2 separate regions of the Mus musculus genome follow, and region 2 is linked to region 1. A link is a contact called in public promoter capture Hi-C data. All regions are on one chromosome and are shown on one strand. The core of a region is the stretch at or near the end of the contact, and the rest is flanking DNA. Distances in the headings are between cores, read along the strand shown.

The links. Promoter capture Hi-C pulls out the DNA fragments that hold promoters and counts their contacts.
Region 2: a promoter capture Hi-C map of the SN4741 cell line shows a contact between it and region 1, with 2.1 times the contacts expected there. The contact joins the promoter of Vps8 here to the enhancer-like site in region 1. A contact is called at or near these places in 3 of 39 promoter capture datasets (the SN4741 cell line, cranial neural crest and stem cell-derived epiblast-like cells), 2 of 115 datasets of contacts at active chromatin or transcription factors (bone marrow-derived macrophages and pancreatic cancer cells) and 1 of 9 other capture datasets (adipose tissue).

Annotation. Positions count from the first base shown.
Region 1 is chr16:21,271,508-21,278,438 of GRCm38.p6, forward strand. All of the region lies in intron 3 of Gm16863 (predicted gene, 16863), which reads right to left. Among named protein-coding and RNA genes, the nearest start is that of Mir7680, 19 kb to the left of the region's middle. Within about 2 kb of position 2,929, at least 43 of the 459 cell types and tissues checked have an H3K27ac peak or open chromatin away from gene starts, as enhancers often do.
Region 2 is chr16:21,420,633-21,427,550 of GRCm38.p6, forward strand. It overlaps Vps8 (VPS8 CORVET complex subunit), which reads left to right and starts at 2,486. Exons shown (of 47, transcript NM_001285893.1): 1 at 2,486-2,593.

The DNA of each region.
Region 1 (6,931 bases), core at 1,679-4,178:
CACACTCAGCGTCCTTCCTTAGTTGTCCTTCAGAACCTGCCTCACCTACCATGTCCTCACCAGAGTAACACTCTCACCAAGTCTGCCCCTGTCACCCTGGCCCCTGTTGTCATACATGTCCTGATTGACTGAATGTTGGGCCCCAACCTCCTGCACAACACAGTGTGCTTTTCTCCCCCAGTCTCTGACACACCGAAGGCATGTATGTGCATACAAACTCACAGACTGCTCTGTCACAAGAGGACCAGTCCAACTCCATCCTCCCTCAGCCACTTCAGACTGCCCCCGCTCCTGCCGCCAAACCAGCTTTGGTCTTGCAGACACCCTGTATCTGTCTGTCTCCTGCATCCACCAACAACTTGAGCTATGGCAAGTGGGAGAGGGTGTGAGGCCTGATGGAAGCTGTTATTCTTAGCCCTGTCACTGAACACTTCCCCTCTCCAACTCTTGTCTCTGCCCACCTAGCACCCTCCCGGAGCCAGAGGCCAGCTGATCCCTCCTCTGTGGTGGGCAGTCCAGCAGGAGGGGCGGGAAGAGGCTGCAGCCACTTTGCAGGAGCAGAAAATGGGATTTATTCCCCGCCCCCCTCCTGCTCTGCCTCTAGTGCTCAGGGAACAGCTGCTTGGGGGGGTTGGGGGGGGGAGAATTTGCAATGGAAATACTTGCTGGTCTGAAGCATTTGGTGCCTGCGCCTATCCAGTGTGGGTGTGTTCTTTCTCCCTCCCCTCCCCACCCCTCTCCATTCCTTCCTCCTCCTTGGGTCAGGTACTAGGACTTGACCTAAGGGTTCCATGAATGATCTACCACTGACTTATGTCCCCAGTCCTCCTGACACCTTTTATTCTGACACAGGATTTGACTTCATTCAGGCTAGCCTGGAACTCATTCTATAGCCCAGGCAGTCCTTGAACTTAACCTCCCCAGAAGCTGGGTCTCAGGAGAGCCCACCAGACTCTGTCCTACGCCAGTTTTCTACTCTTCTCTTGCTTTGCAGCGGAAACCATGCTTGGATGAGATGGGCTTGCTTTTGCCTCAGAAACCACTAATGCCTGGGCCTCTTTTGCAACCTGGTTCTCAGGGCTTTCTCCCTTCTCCAGCTGCTAGAAGGGGAGGGAGGGGGCTCTACCTCAGGAAGCCCCTGGTGTTCTAACTCAGCTTGCTTGGAATCTTTCTCTTCCAGCTTCAGACAACCCCCGTGTCTTCCCTGCCCCCACCTTCCCCAGTTCACTTTGCTCTGAAGATGTGCTCCAAGTATCACCCAGAAGGTGACACACCCCGACTCCCCCACTGCCTCACCCTGAAAACCTCTGTGCCTCTCACCCTGGAATGCACTGGCTCCTTCTTTACCTGAGTAAATTCAGAACCTAGACAGGAGTTCCCTAGTACCCGGGAAACCTCCACAGACTCAGCCCTCGTGTGGGCTGCTTTTCATTTCCTCTTTGTTCTTATATTGGCATACTCTCAATCTCCCTTGAGCCCTTGCCTGATAGGACCCTTAATCTGGCATACTGACAGCTGGGAGGGTATTTACCTCACACTCACAAGGCCCTGATTTTGACCCCCAACACTGCATACACCAGGTATGGTGGCACGTGCCTGTGCTCCTAGGACATCCACAGTGGAGGCAGAAGGATGGGCAGCTTCAGGCCATTCATCTTGAGACCCTACCTCAGAAAAGCACGACAAAGTCAAATGGTGAGCAGGCATTATTGTGCCTGGCACTAGGCTCCATTTGTAGGAAGGAGGCTACAAGGTCTGCTGTTGATGTGTTTCTTCATGTCTGTGGTATTCCCCTATCTTTTCTGATAGTGTCAAATTATGTTGAAAGAGAGTTCTACATAAGTACCTTTAAGAAAAACGAATGCTTGCCAGGCCAGGTAGGCACCTATAACCTCAGTACTCAAGAGGTAGAGGCCAGAAAATCAGGAGTTCAATGTCATTTTCATCTATGTAAGGGTTCTAGGGCAGCCTGGCCCATGTGAAACTGAAACTGTTGGGGGCACCTAAATGATACTGTCGAGGAGTGGGGGGAGGCCTACATGAAACTGTTGGGGGGGTACCTATATAACTAAGTATTCTTTTAGAAAAACAAGAACTCTCCCAGATGTGACTTGAGAAATCTGGGATAAGCAGAAAGATCATTGCTTTATCAAGACAGATGTCCTTCAGAACTTCAGCCTTAAATGAGTAAAATGGGTGCCTCCCTCAAAAGCTTAACCCTGCAGGATCCAGGGTTGCCCCAAGGGTAGCCACAGTAGCCACCAGGAGGCCTAGGACAGGGACCTGAAGGTAGAACACACAGAGGGAGACCCACACTTTTGAAGCCCAGTGGCTATTGGCTGCAGAAGAGCTTCCTAATAGGAAACTCTAGCCTCGGCGGAGAGAGGAGCATTGGTGGCCCTGCCCTCTACAAGGACAGAGGTCCTATAGAATATAGATCTAAAAGCTAAGCTCACTAACCCAGCTCATTGTCATATCTCCCAACACAGAGAGCCCATTAGAAGGTCCTGCTGTGTGGCCTAGGTGCCCCTTACTTCATGCCTGGCCCACTCAACTGTTTAGGAGATTAAAACACACACACACACACACACACACACACACACACACTCCTGAGTCTGAAATGCCACACAACACTCAGACAAAGACCCCTTTCTGTGGTGTTCCACCCCCTCCCACACCTCTCTCCTCTCCCCACCCCCACCCCCTTCCTTACTGCAGGCTAAATTGGCAGTGGGAAGGTTTTGAGTCAACAAATGCAGTAGGGTGGGGAAGGGAGCCCTGAAGGGGATTCCTGTCTGGGAAACATTTGCTGACAGCAGTTACTATGACCAGGAGGGCCCCGCAGCAGCCAGGCACACAGCCCCTGCCTGCCCCCTGCCTCTCCTAATTGCAACGCTCCCCCAGCCAGCTCCTATTCTGTCATTTGCACACTAAACAAGCTGTGGACACCTGCCATGTGTCCAGCACCTGCCTGCCCTTGCTCTGTTTACTCTCTCAATCCATCCTCACAAGGGCCTAAGTTAGCATCTCCATTCCTTATAACAAAAGAGAAAGCTGAAAGCCATCCACTAAAGTGACTCTCCCAAAGTCGCACGGCTAAAAGGCAAAGCTGGAATTTGAGCTGTGGCACACATTGTCCTGATGACTCCAGCAGCAGAGCTCCTGAAGCAGAGCCCCAGGCCAGCCTGGGCTTGAGACCCTGTCTCAAAAATGATAGAAATCGATCAACCAACCCCTTAAAAGTCCAGATGGCTGCGTGTGTAGATTCTGTCCGGTGATGGGACACCAGGACAGCTGATGAGTGTCACAAAAGCACAGACTGCACCACTGTAGAGATACAATCAGAGCATCTAAAAGATTTATTTGTTTTTAGTTTAGGAGTATGAATGTTTTGCTTGCATGTATGTCTGTACACCATGTTCATGTCTGGTGACCAAGGGGACATAAGATCTCCTGAACTGGAGTTACATACAGTTGGAAGCCATGAGCCGTCAGTACCCTTCAAGGAGGAACCACCTCTCCAGCTCCATAAGCAATTAAAACAAAACCCAAACAGACAGAAACCTTGAACCTAGTGCTTCACAGCCAGTGTTCTTCATACACCTGTGCCACTACTATCAGGCCTTTGAAAGGAGGCAAAGTTTCAAAGTGGTGAAGGTTCAAGAAGAGAGTGCTTCTCCAGTTGGAAGCATCTGTGTCTGGATTCTATATCCCAGACAGTGGACATTCACTGAGTGCCTCCTGTGTGTCAGGCTCCATGTGAGGACATTTGCTGAATGCCTACTGTATGTCAGGCTCCATGTGAGGGCATTTGCTGAATGCCTACTGTGTGTCAGGCTCCATGTGAGGACATTTGCTGAGTGCCTCCTGTGTGTCAGGCTCCATGGGAGGACATTTGCTGAATGCCTACTGTGTGTCAGGTTCCATGTGAGAACATTTGCTGAATGCCTACTATGTGTCAGGCTCCATGTGAGGCGCACTGGATACAAAGATCTCTCTTTAGTTGATGTACTGGCTAGTTTTGTGTCAACTTGGCACAGCTGGAGTTATCACAGAGAAAGGAGCTTCAGTTGAGGAAATGCCTCCATGAGATCCAACTGTAAGGCATTTTCTCAATTAGTGATCAAGGGGGAAAGGCCCCTTGTGGGTGGGACCATCTCTGGGCTGGTAGTCTTGGGTTCTATAAGAGAGCAGGCTGAGCAAGCCAGGAGAAGCAAGCCAGTAAAGAACATCCCTCCGTGGCCTCTGCACCAGCTCCTACTTCCTGACCTGCCTGAGTTCCAGTCCTGCATCCTTGGGTGATCAACAGCAGTATGGAAATGTAAGCCGAATAAACCCTTTCCTCCCCAACTTGCTTCTTGGTCATAATGCTTTGTCCAGGAATAGAAACCCTGACTAAGACAGTTGAGATTTAAATTAAACATAGGGAGTCACCATGTGCTGCAGATTACATGTGGGACAGGGTCCCTAAGTATGAAAAGCAAAACAATAGGACATCTATAGGACCCCCAAAGATGTCCATGACCTTGGGATATAGAAGAAATATATATGTATATACACACATACATATTAGTCTTTTTAGTTTTATTATGAATATGTATAGCTTGTATGTCTGTTTATGCACTGAGAAGGCCAGGAGAGGGCGTTAGAGCCCCTGGAACTAGAGTTACAGGTGGTTGTAAGCCACCATGTGGGTGCTGGGAACTGAACCAGGGTCCTCTGCAGGAGTAGCAAGCAGAATGCAGCAAGGGCTCTTATCTGATCAGCCATCCCTTCAGCCCCAAGAAGGAATTCTTAAGACACAGAAAGAGCATACAGTAAAATTCAGATAATTTGCTCTTAAAAAAAAAAGCCAAAAGAATCCAAAACAAAACAAAAATAAACAGTCCATAAGGAAGGGACTGTGCCATGTACTCAGACAATGAGAAGTCCTCATCCCCAGAGTGTGCTAAAAACTCTGACAAGTGCGTGTGACAGACAGACAGTACAATTGGGGGGCGGGGGAGGGCAAATGGAGATGTACCAGAAAGCAGGGGATTTGTTAGGAATCCGTGAAAACTCCAATGACCAACATCCTAGGTAGATCAGCAAAAATAAAAAGTCTGATAAAATCAAGTGCTGGGGAAGATGTGGGAAGAACTCAAGCAGCTCTTTGCAAGCAGCTGCCAGCACTGAGGTACTGAGGTACTGCCATGCACATGTGCCCCAGACACAAGGGCAAGTGCAGGAATATTCTGCACAGGCATTGTTGACGGACTTTGCATCTGAAACAGACAAATATCCAACAGCTACAGACTGGGGGAACTGAGAAAGGGGCATCCGAGTGAGGAGGGTAGCTTATTCTGCCAGAGGGGCTGGGCTGGGGCTGGGGGTGCATCCTAGAGGGAAGGTTCAGCAGGATATCCAAAAGGCAGGCAAGGACAGGGATGGAGATGTTGACTATGCAGCCACATGGGCCACCATTAGAAGTCTAGCTCAGGTCCCAAAGTGGAGGATAGTTAGAAGAAGGTAGACCGAGGAGGCCAGGTGGAGGCCATTGCAGAAGATGGAAGGGACCGGAAAGGAGTGCAGTATAGTCAGAGAGATGGGGCGGGCCGGAAAGACAGCTCGGATGCACAGCCCACAAGATGTGGAATTTGGGGGTCAGAGGAGAAAAAGAAGGCAACTTCCCGGTGTCTGGCTTGGGAACAAGGTGGATGGGAATGTTGTAACCAAAGTAGCGACGAAGAGAGGCCCAGAAAAAGGCCTAGCTGGGAAGAAAGCTTTGGAGGAGCTCACAAGGCAGACAGGTCAACATCCAGGACACCAGGACATGGCACATTGACTTGGATCCACATAGCAGACTGGAGCAAGAAGCTAAGCTCTCTGTGTGTGTGCTTGTGTGTGTCCAGGCATGATGGTGGCACGGCTCTGAAATTCCAGCGTTCACTAGGCTGAGGCAGTAGGATCTTGAATCCAAGACCAATCTGGGCTACATATCTTGTCATACCTCGTCAGAAAAGAAAGAGGGAGAGAGAGAGAGAGAGAGAGAGGAAGGACAAAAAAGAGCAAGAGCTCATGGGTACATGAGACTATTTGGGGAGGTGGGCAAGATAAGAAAACCAAGACAGAACCCTGAGGAGCCTTATAGAAGCAAGGAGCATACTAGAAGCCTGTGCACAAGTAGCCTGTGTAGAGAGACCGGGGGCGGGGGGTGGGGAGGTGGGGAAGCGCTACAGCAGAGGCTGTTATCTCAGTCAGAGACCGGGTATGTGTGTGGGGTGTGGGGGGATTGGGGAGGTGGGGGGGTCAGTGGCTGAGAGGAAATGGGGCATCAAATAGGAGGGGCGGAGCTATACAGCCGGAGGCAGGGGCACCTCTGGCCTCAGGTTTTCTATTTTCCCTGCCAATTATAGGTGAGAGAGGGGGCCACCAGGAAGCTGAGCGGGTGGTGAAGGTTTAGAACAGAGGCTGACCACTGGGGCCTGGAGGCCAGGCTGAAGTCAGGGACCATAAATCTGGGGTGGCACCAGTTTGCACGGTTGGTTGGTTTTCCTGTGCCTTCCAGTAGCCTGGAAATCGTGATGGGGAAAGCAGATGACTGGGTCCTCCAGGGCTGGGGAAGGCAGGGCACGGGGCCGTGGGAATGGAGGTGCCAGATCCCAACACATCACTGGAGGAGAAAGGAGAGCCAGGGAAAAAGGACAGCTTGGCAGCGTCTGAGGTCGGCACTTGGTTCCGTAGCTGAATGAAAGAGAATAGGAGAGATCTGTGAATGGAGACCGGCTTCATGAAAAGAAGGGAATTAGGTTCTGGCCTACAAAGGGGATGCTGGTATTTAAGATTGTGTAGGTGTCCAGTGTGTATGATATCACAAATCTATAATGTTGCCCTTGCAGGACACTGAAGCAGGAGGTTATGGAGTTTGAGCCAACCTGGGCTACACCATGAG
Region 2 (6,918 bases), core at 1,236-3,735, 150 kb after region 1:
GCCAGGGCTCAAGCTCAGGTCACTAGGAGCAGTCTTGCAAGCTCCAGATTTCTTAAATATTAATACTTTCCAGCCATAATGGCCTACATTTAATCCCAGTTCTAGGCCAGCCTGGGTTAGAGTGAGACCCTGTCTCAAAATAAAACAAAACCAATACAAGACAAAAACAAAACCCTGGCTGGAGAGATGGCTCCACGGTTAAAAGCACTTGCAGGGGACACAGGTTCTGAGCCCAGCACCCACATGGTAGTTCACAAACATCTTCCAGGCCTCTGAGGGCATCAGGCATGCACATGGTGGACATACATAGATGCAGGTAAACATCCACATAGATAAAATATTTTTTTTTTTTTTTTTTTTTTTTTTTTGCCACAGGGTTTCTCTCTGTAGTCCTGGCTATCCTGGAACTCACTTGATAGACCAGGCTGGCCTTGAACTCATGGAGATCCACCTGCCTCTGACTCCCCAGTGCCGGGATGGATTAAAGACCTGTGCCACCACTGTTCTGCTGGATAAAATAAAATTTACGACATCTTTAAGAAGTCATTCCGGGTGGTGGCGCACGCCTTTAATCTTAGCACTTGGGAGGCAGAGCCAGGCAGATTTCTGAGTTCCAGGCCAGCCTGGTCTACAGAGTGAGTTCCAGGACAGCCAGAGATATGCAGAGAAACCCTGTCTCGAAAAACTAAAAAGAAAAGAAGTCATGAATCTGGGAAAGGGACTGGTGGGAGTAGTTAGAAAATACATTAAGTAAAAAGTAAAGGTTTTACTGTTATCTCTCTTCCAAATCAAACCAAGAATGATACAATGTAACTATTAAAAAATTAATTTGAGTAGGCCAAAAAGAGGGCTATGGGTATGGGTTTTTATTTTAAAACATTTCCTGAGTTTTCCAAGCTTTCTATAACAAGCATACACTATTTCTATTTTTAGTTAAGTAGCACTGTTCAGGCAAGCCTGTGGCCTGCTCCGTGTTGTCAACAAGGGATATGAGAGGCGGTCACGGGAAGGGATTTCTCAGGTATCTCGAGTTGAAATCTGCTCTTCTACAACATCCACCCACAAGACTTGGCTTTGCTTTCTGAAGTTCTCTAGAATAAGTGTGTGACGACTGTAAAACATTTTGAAAATGTCAATTAACAATCTTCCCATTTTTCATGTCCTATAGCCCCATTCCCCAATGTGTCAGCTGAATTCCGTTCTTCCCAGAACTTTAACAATTCTCTGTCACTCAGGGCTCAGGGTTCTGGTGTCACCATTCTGTCTAACCTACTTTAGACGGGTCTCTCTCTCTCTCTCTCTCTCTCTCTCTCTCTCTCTCTCTCTCTCTCTCTCTTTCTCTGTGTGTGTGTGTCTCATACACACACACTCACACACACAGAGTCATGGCTGAAATGTGTTTCTGTGAGTGATTATTAAAGATGTTTGGAAGCCACTGCCTGTACCCTAGCCACATCAGGCTAGCAACTTGTCCCTAAACTCACCTTGGCTTGTAACTAATCCCACTGTTCCCTCAGTTAGGCAGTCTCTCTGGCTCCTGCCTACAGAAGTCTCCTCACTCCCTGCTCCCCCCCCTTTTTTTTAGCTAAGGTGTTGATTATTTTCCTTCATCCGTGACCCTAAAAATGACAGCCCTATAGTTTCTTTATGTCACTGTGATCAGCTGGCCTTTACTGACAGTCCTAATGTACTTACAGGACAGACCTACAGTGAGCCTGGTTGATACTCAATGTAACTCCTCCTGAGGTATCTTCCCACACTCTCCCTCCTCATTTCTCCCTCACAGACAAGTCCAACAACTATGTTATCTGCCTCCTTGGGTTAATGATACCATATAGTGGCAATTGTAAACGCCAAACTATCCTGAAATAGCTTTTTCCAGTAGCATATTAGGGAAAAAAAAGATGCCTTCTCTATTTAATAATGTGACCCACTCTATTATTTTTTGATGGAACAATGACAACTAAAAATGATAATTTGGAAAAGAAGTTTTCAGTATCCATCCTTATTTGCAAAAACAATGTTTCCCCTTCCCCCCAAAATTACCCACCAAAACCCAGCAATTCTGTGTTCACCTTTCAAAAGAAAACGAATTAGTGGACACTACCAAATCCAACGAAACGAATTCCATATCCACTCCTAACCCTGCACTGTGTATCCATCCATCCATTTATCTATTTGTCGAATCTGAGACAGGTCTGTGTCGGTATCCCAGACTAGTTTGAACTCAATATGCTCCTTCTGCCTCAGGCTCCTGCGCGCCTGATGGCTGGACGATCCTTGACACCTCGTTTTGGGGTGAGTTTATGGAAGTTCAGGTGAGCTGATTGAAAGGGACGTTCCTTTTAATCTGAGGACCTCTATTTGCTAGACTCCTCCGGCTCAGATGCCAGGGCTCCTTGAGCGTCCCTGGAGGCCGGACAGAGTCTCCCTTTAAGGAGGGCGTGACGCAGAGGCTCGCACCGCCCAGTGCAGGGCGTCTCTGGGGAAGAGAGCGGAAGCGCGCCCGCCAGCTGCCGAGACTGCGCGTGCGTGGGCTGGCCTCCGCGGGGTCACGTGTGCTGGGGTCCCGTCAAGGCAGACGCCGGCTCAGGTAACACGTATTCCGAACGGGTGGGGCGGGGCGGCGGGTGCGGGCCGGCGCGGCAGGGGTGCGCAGACGGAGCTGCGCCCCAGTGGCTCCCGCAGACCCTGTGGCCACCGCGGGCTGGCTCAGGAGTCTGACTTCGCACTAGGTTAGCAGTTTCCACCCGGGTCCGGCCGCCTGCGGGGATACCGGACTGGCGCGCTCACGCCCGGACTGCGGCCGGGAGGTGGGTGCTGTCCCTCCCACGCCCGCCGCACGGCGTGGAGGTTCTCACCCGGTCCGACTGACGTGCAGCCCGTGCTGCCGCTTCCTCCTCGCCTCCTGCCAGGTGTGCCCCAATCCGAGGGCCGCAAGGTGGGGGGCACCCCTGTGCCTTGGCTTGTTGTCTAGGTGTGGCACTCGGGGGACAGAGGCACGCGGCAATCCAGAGTTTGGGTGTACTAAGTGGACATGTTTCAATGGAAGGATTGTACTGGCTTATCCGGAGTAGCTGCTGGAGCCTTCTCATAAGTAGGCGGGGCTCTATTTGCCAGAATGCTTGTTACTGTACTGCCCACTCTACTGGACACCCCACCCCCTAACCCCCCCCAAAAAGCCCAAGTAACGTAAGCACAGATGTTGGCTAGTGCCGCTAACTCTGTTCCAGGTGTCTCTGTTTGGGAGAAAATTGCACATCGTTGTGTGTGGGTTTATGTTACACTTCTGTGTTTGAAGTGCTTCCAATATAGATTGAGGATGGGGGAACCCACATGTGTTTAAGTCATGGGTTTGCTCACGTTGACATCTAAGCAGAAAAGTATTGACTCCTCTAGCACTAGCTGACCTGGTCTGTAGAATACACAATAAAGATAAATGGAGCAGTTTTGTTTGAACTGTTGAGCCTTGTATGCGGGAAGTGACTGAGTTATGTGAGAAAATTCTTTACAGACCTCTAACAGAATAAGGTGCTGATTTTTTTTTCTTTATATGTTTCTTTTGTAATTGGACTGTTGGCAGTCGTTGAGTGCATTCTGTCTTCCAGAATTTGGGGGTTTCTTAGTGACTCTTAGTGTTATCCCCACTAGTCCATAAACATTTTAGCCATTGGGATAGGAGAAGTAAGGCCCTAGAGCTGGAGTTACGAGCTGTTGTGAGCTACCCCGTGTTGGTGCTGGGAACCAAACTCTGGCCCTATATAAGAGCAGTATACCTTTTTAATCGCTGAGCCATCTCTCCCACCCCTCTATTTTGAGACAGGACCTATTGCTCAAGGCACAGCCTGCTGATTCAGCTAGATGAGCTAATAAGCCTTCGGGGCCATGTCTCCATCTCTCCCTCCTTTCCAGGTTTACAGGCTCTTACCACCATGCTCAGCTTTGTAAGTGTAGGCTTTGGGGTATCAAACTCAGGTTCTCATATTTGTGCCTCAAACACTTTACTGACTAAGCCTTGAGAGGCACACATGTGGCAGTAAGAGCACAACTTTGTGAAGTCCTCTTCTTTTTGTCCCTAGGGCCAGGAGTCTGCTTATCTCCACCTCCCTAGTGCTGGGATTACAAAAGTGGGCCGCAATTGGCCTGGCTTTTTTTGTGTGTTCTGGGGACTTAATGACAGATGCCATCAAATCACTATACTTTTGTGCTTGCAGGGCTGACAGTGTGCTGACTGAACTGTCTTCTCAATTCAGTAAGGCCTTTTTTCCCCTCCTCGAGACAAGGTTTCTTTGTGTAGCCTTGGTTGTCCAGTACACCAGGCTGTCCTTGAATTCCCAGAGATCCACTTGTTTTTGCCTCCTGAGTGCTAGGATTAAAGGCGTATTCCATTGCCAACCGGCCAGTGTGGCCTTTTGGACTTAAATGAGATATGTTAAACTTTTGTTTAATAGGTTTCATATTCCCAGTATATTCATGAGGTCATTCATGAGTTACCATTTGGGCTACCTTCCTGTATATAGATGGCCATCCTAAGTACATCTTCTGATCAAGTCAGCAACCATAGGTTTCTCTTGGATTTCTGTCTTAGACTTACACTGATAACATTGGTGATAATTACATGTTTTAAAGTTAGGCCTTTTTCTGTTAACAAGTGTCAGGAAATCAGTTCAAATGCACTTAAAACGAAAGAGATTTATTGGTTTACACACCTGGGAAGGGATTGGGTATCATTACATAAATAAATGATTCTGGGTTCCTTTCTCCATCTTACAAAGGACCTCCGGCATCTTGGTCCCATCTCTGTCTCTGATTGTATCTCATTCTGTTCCATTACTTAGTGTGAAAAACAGGTTCCTGGCAGCTCCTTCAAGCTGGCGTACCCTAGAGGTGAGAGAAAACTCTTGCCTTCATTCAGTATTTACAAGTTCCGGGAAGGACCTTGATTCAGGCCAGATTGGAGACAGATGTTCAATGCATACTTTTTTGGCTAGGCTCATGGGCACATGGCTGGGGCACCACTAAAGTCACATGGGTGGAAGCTTCCCAAAAAGTACCTTTGAGGCATTCCAGGAAGACGGACTTGTGCTCTTAAGAATCCCAGTGTAGGCCAGATGGTGGTGGCATTCGCCTTTATTCCCAGCACTTGGGAATGAGAGGCTGAGGCCAGAGGCCAGAGGCCAGAGGCAGATTTCTGTGAGTTCGAGACCAGCCTGGTCTACAGACTGAATTCCTTGAGTTCCAGAGATACAGAGAAACCTTATCTCAAACAAACAAACAAACAAACAAAGAATCCCAGTGCAGGTGGCTTTTGACCCACGTTGGAGCAGAGTGCTGTTTGTTAGCACAGGTGAGGTCAGTTGCCTGTACATGGGTCACGCATGAACTGGGACTGGCCAAAAGGACTGCAGGTATCCATTTCCTGTTCTGCACTCACAGGGAACATGGTGGAATGGGATACCCCAGCGATGGGACTCATACTTTTTCTTCTTTCTCTTTTGTAGATAATCGAGTACCTTTAGACTAAGAGGTACATGATATATCCCTGTTGTTTTCATGAGTAGGCTGAGTAAATGTGGAAAACCAGAAAACCTCAGGAGATCATGTAGTTTGTGTCATGTTATACAAAAGCTGAGAGAACATTCTTAGATTAAAAATAAAAATCTCAAAAAAATAAAAAATAAATAAATAAATCTCTTGGATTCAGGTGGGAAGAAGCTCTTTGGCATATGACAGTGTCTTAGTTATTTTCTGTTGCTCTGAAAAAGCCCCAGGACCAAAAGCAGCTTGAGAGCAGGAAGGGCTTACTTGGGCTCATGGTTCCAGAGGGATAAGAGTCCATAACTATTATGGCAGGAAAGTATGGCGGCAGACAGGTATTTGCGGCCTCTGGAATAGCGGAGGACTCACATCTCATGTGACCAGAGAGATTGTACTGGGAATGGCTTTAAAAGCAGAACTCAGAACCTCAGAGTGTAGTCTTCAGCAAGGGTCCATCTGAGCCCATCTGAGTCTGTGGAAGTGGAACTCAGTCAAATGTGTCTTATTGTGGTGCAGTATACTCTGAGTCAGATGATAGCTTTGTAATGTAACAGTCACAGGCTACACAGATAAGTGTTATTCCTGTCTTCTAGTTCTGTGTTAATCATCAAATATTTATTGATCGTCTATGTATTATTCAAGTCATTAAACCCAGAGAGCTAAAAGAATGGCTCCCCTTTTCTTGCATAATTAGAGAAAAAAAGACACTTTCATTTGGCAAGTTAACTGGTGACTCAAAAGAAGGAAAGTACCAAGACAGTGTTGAGAAAAACATGCCTTGAGCATGATATCCCAAGCCTGCCTATAATCCTAGCTTTTGGGAGCCTAGGCTTGGAGGATCATGAGTTCAAGGCCAGCCTGGGCTCCTAATGAGATTGAGGCCAGTCTGGGCTTGATAGTGGAGGACAGGAGAGATGAAGGGAACACAAGAGAGCAAAAGAGCAAGTGAGAGCGAGAGCGAGAGAGCGTGCGCAAGAGCACACAGCCTACAAGATTTAGATGATGATCCAGGAAGGAAGGTAATGCCCAAGTTACAGTTGGACAGTGGACACAAGGAAGGAAGGAACGAACGAATGAATGAACAAACTTAGATAAATATAGAAGAAAGGAATGGGAAGGGGCACCATAGAGGGAGAATGGAAGCCGTTTTCATCAGGCCGGCCAGCCTGGAACTCATAGCAATCCTGTCTCTGCAGACTGGGGTTACAGGCGTGTACCCCACCATATCTGAAGAGGGAAGCTACTCCTGAAGGACTAAGTGTGAGCAGAACTCAATGGAATTGCATAGAGGAGAAAGCAGTGCTTATAGCTGTTATCTTATAGCTGTTGGTGGGCTGCTAAAAATGAGATCATTCTCTAGAGAAAGTTAATAGAAAACGA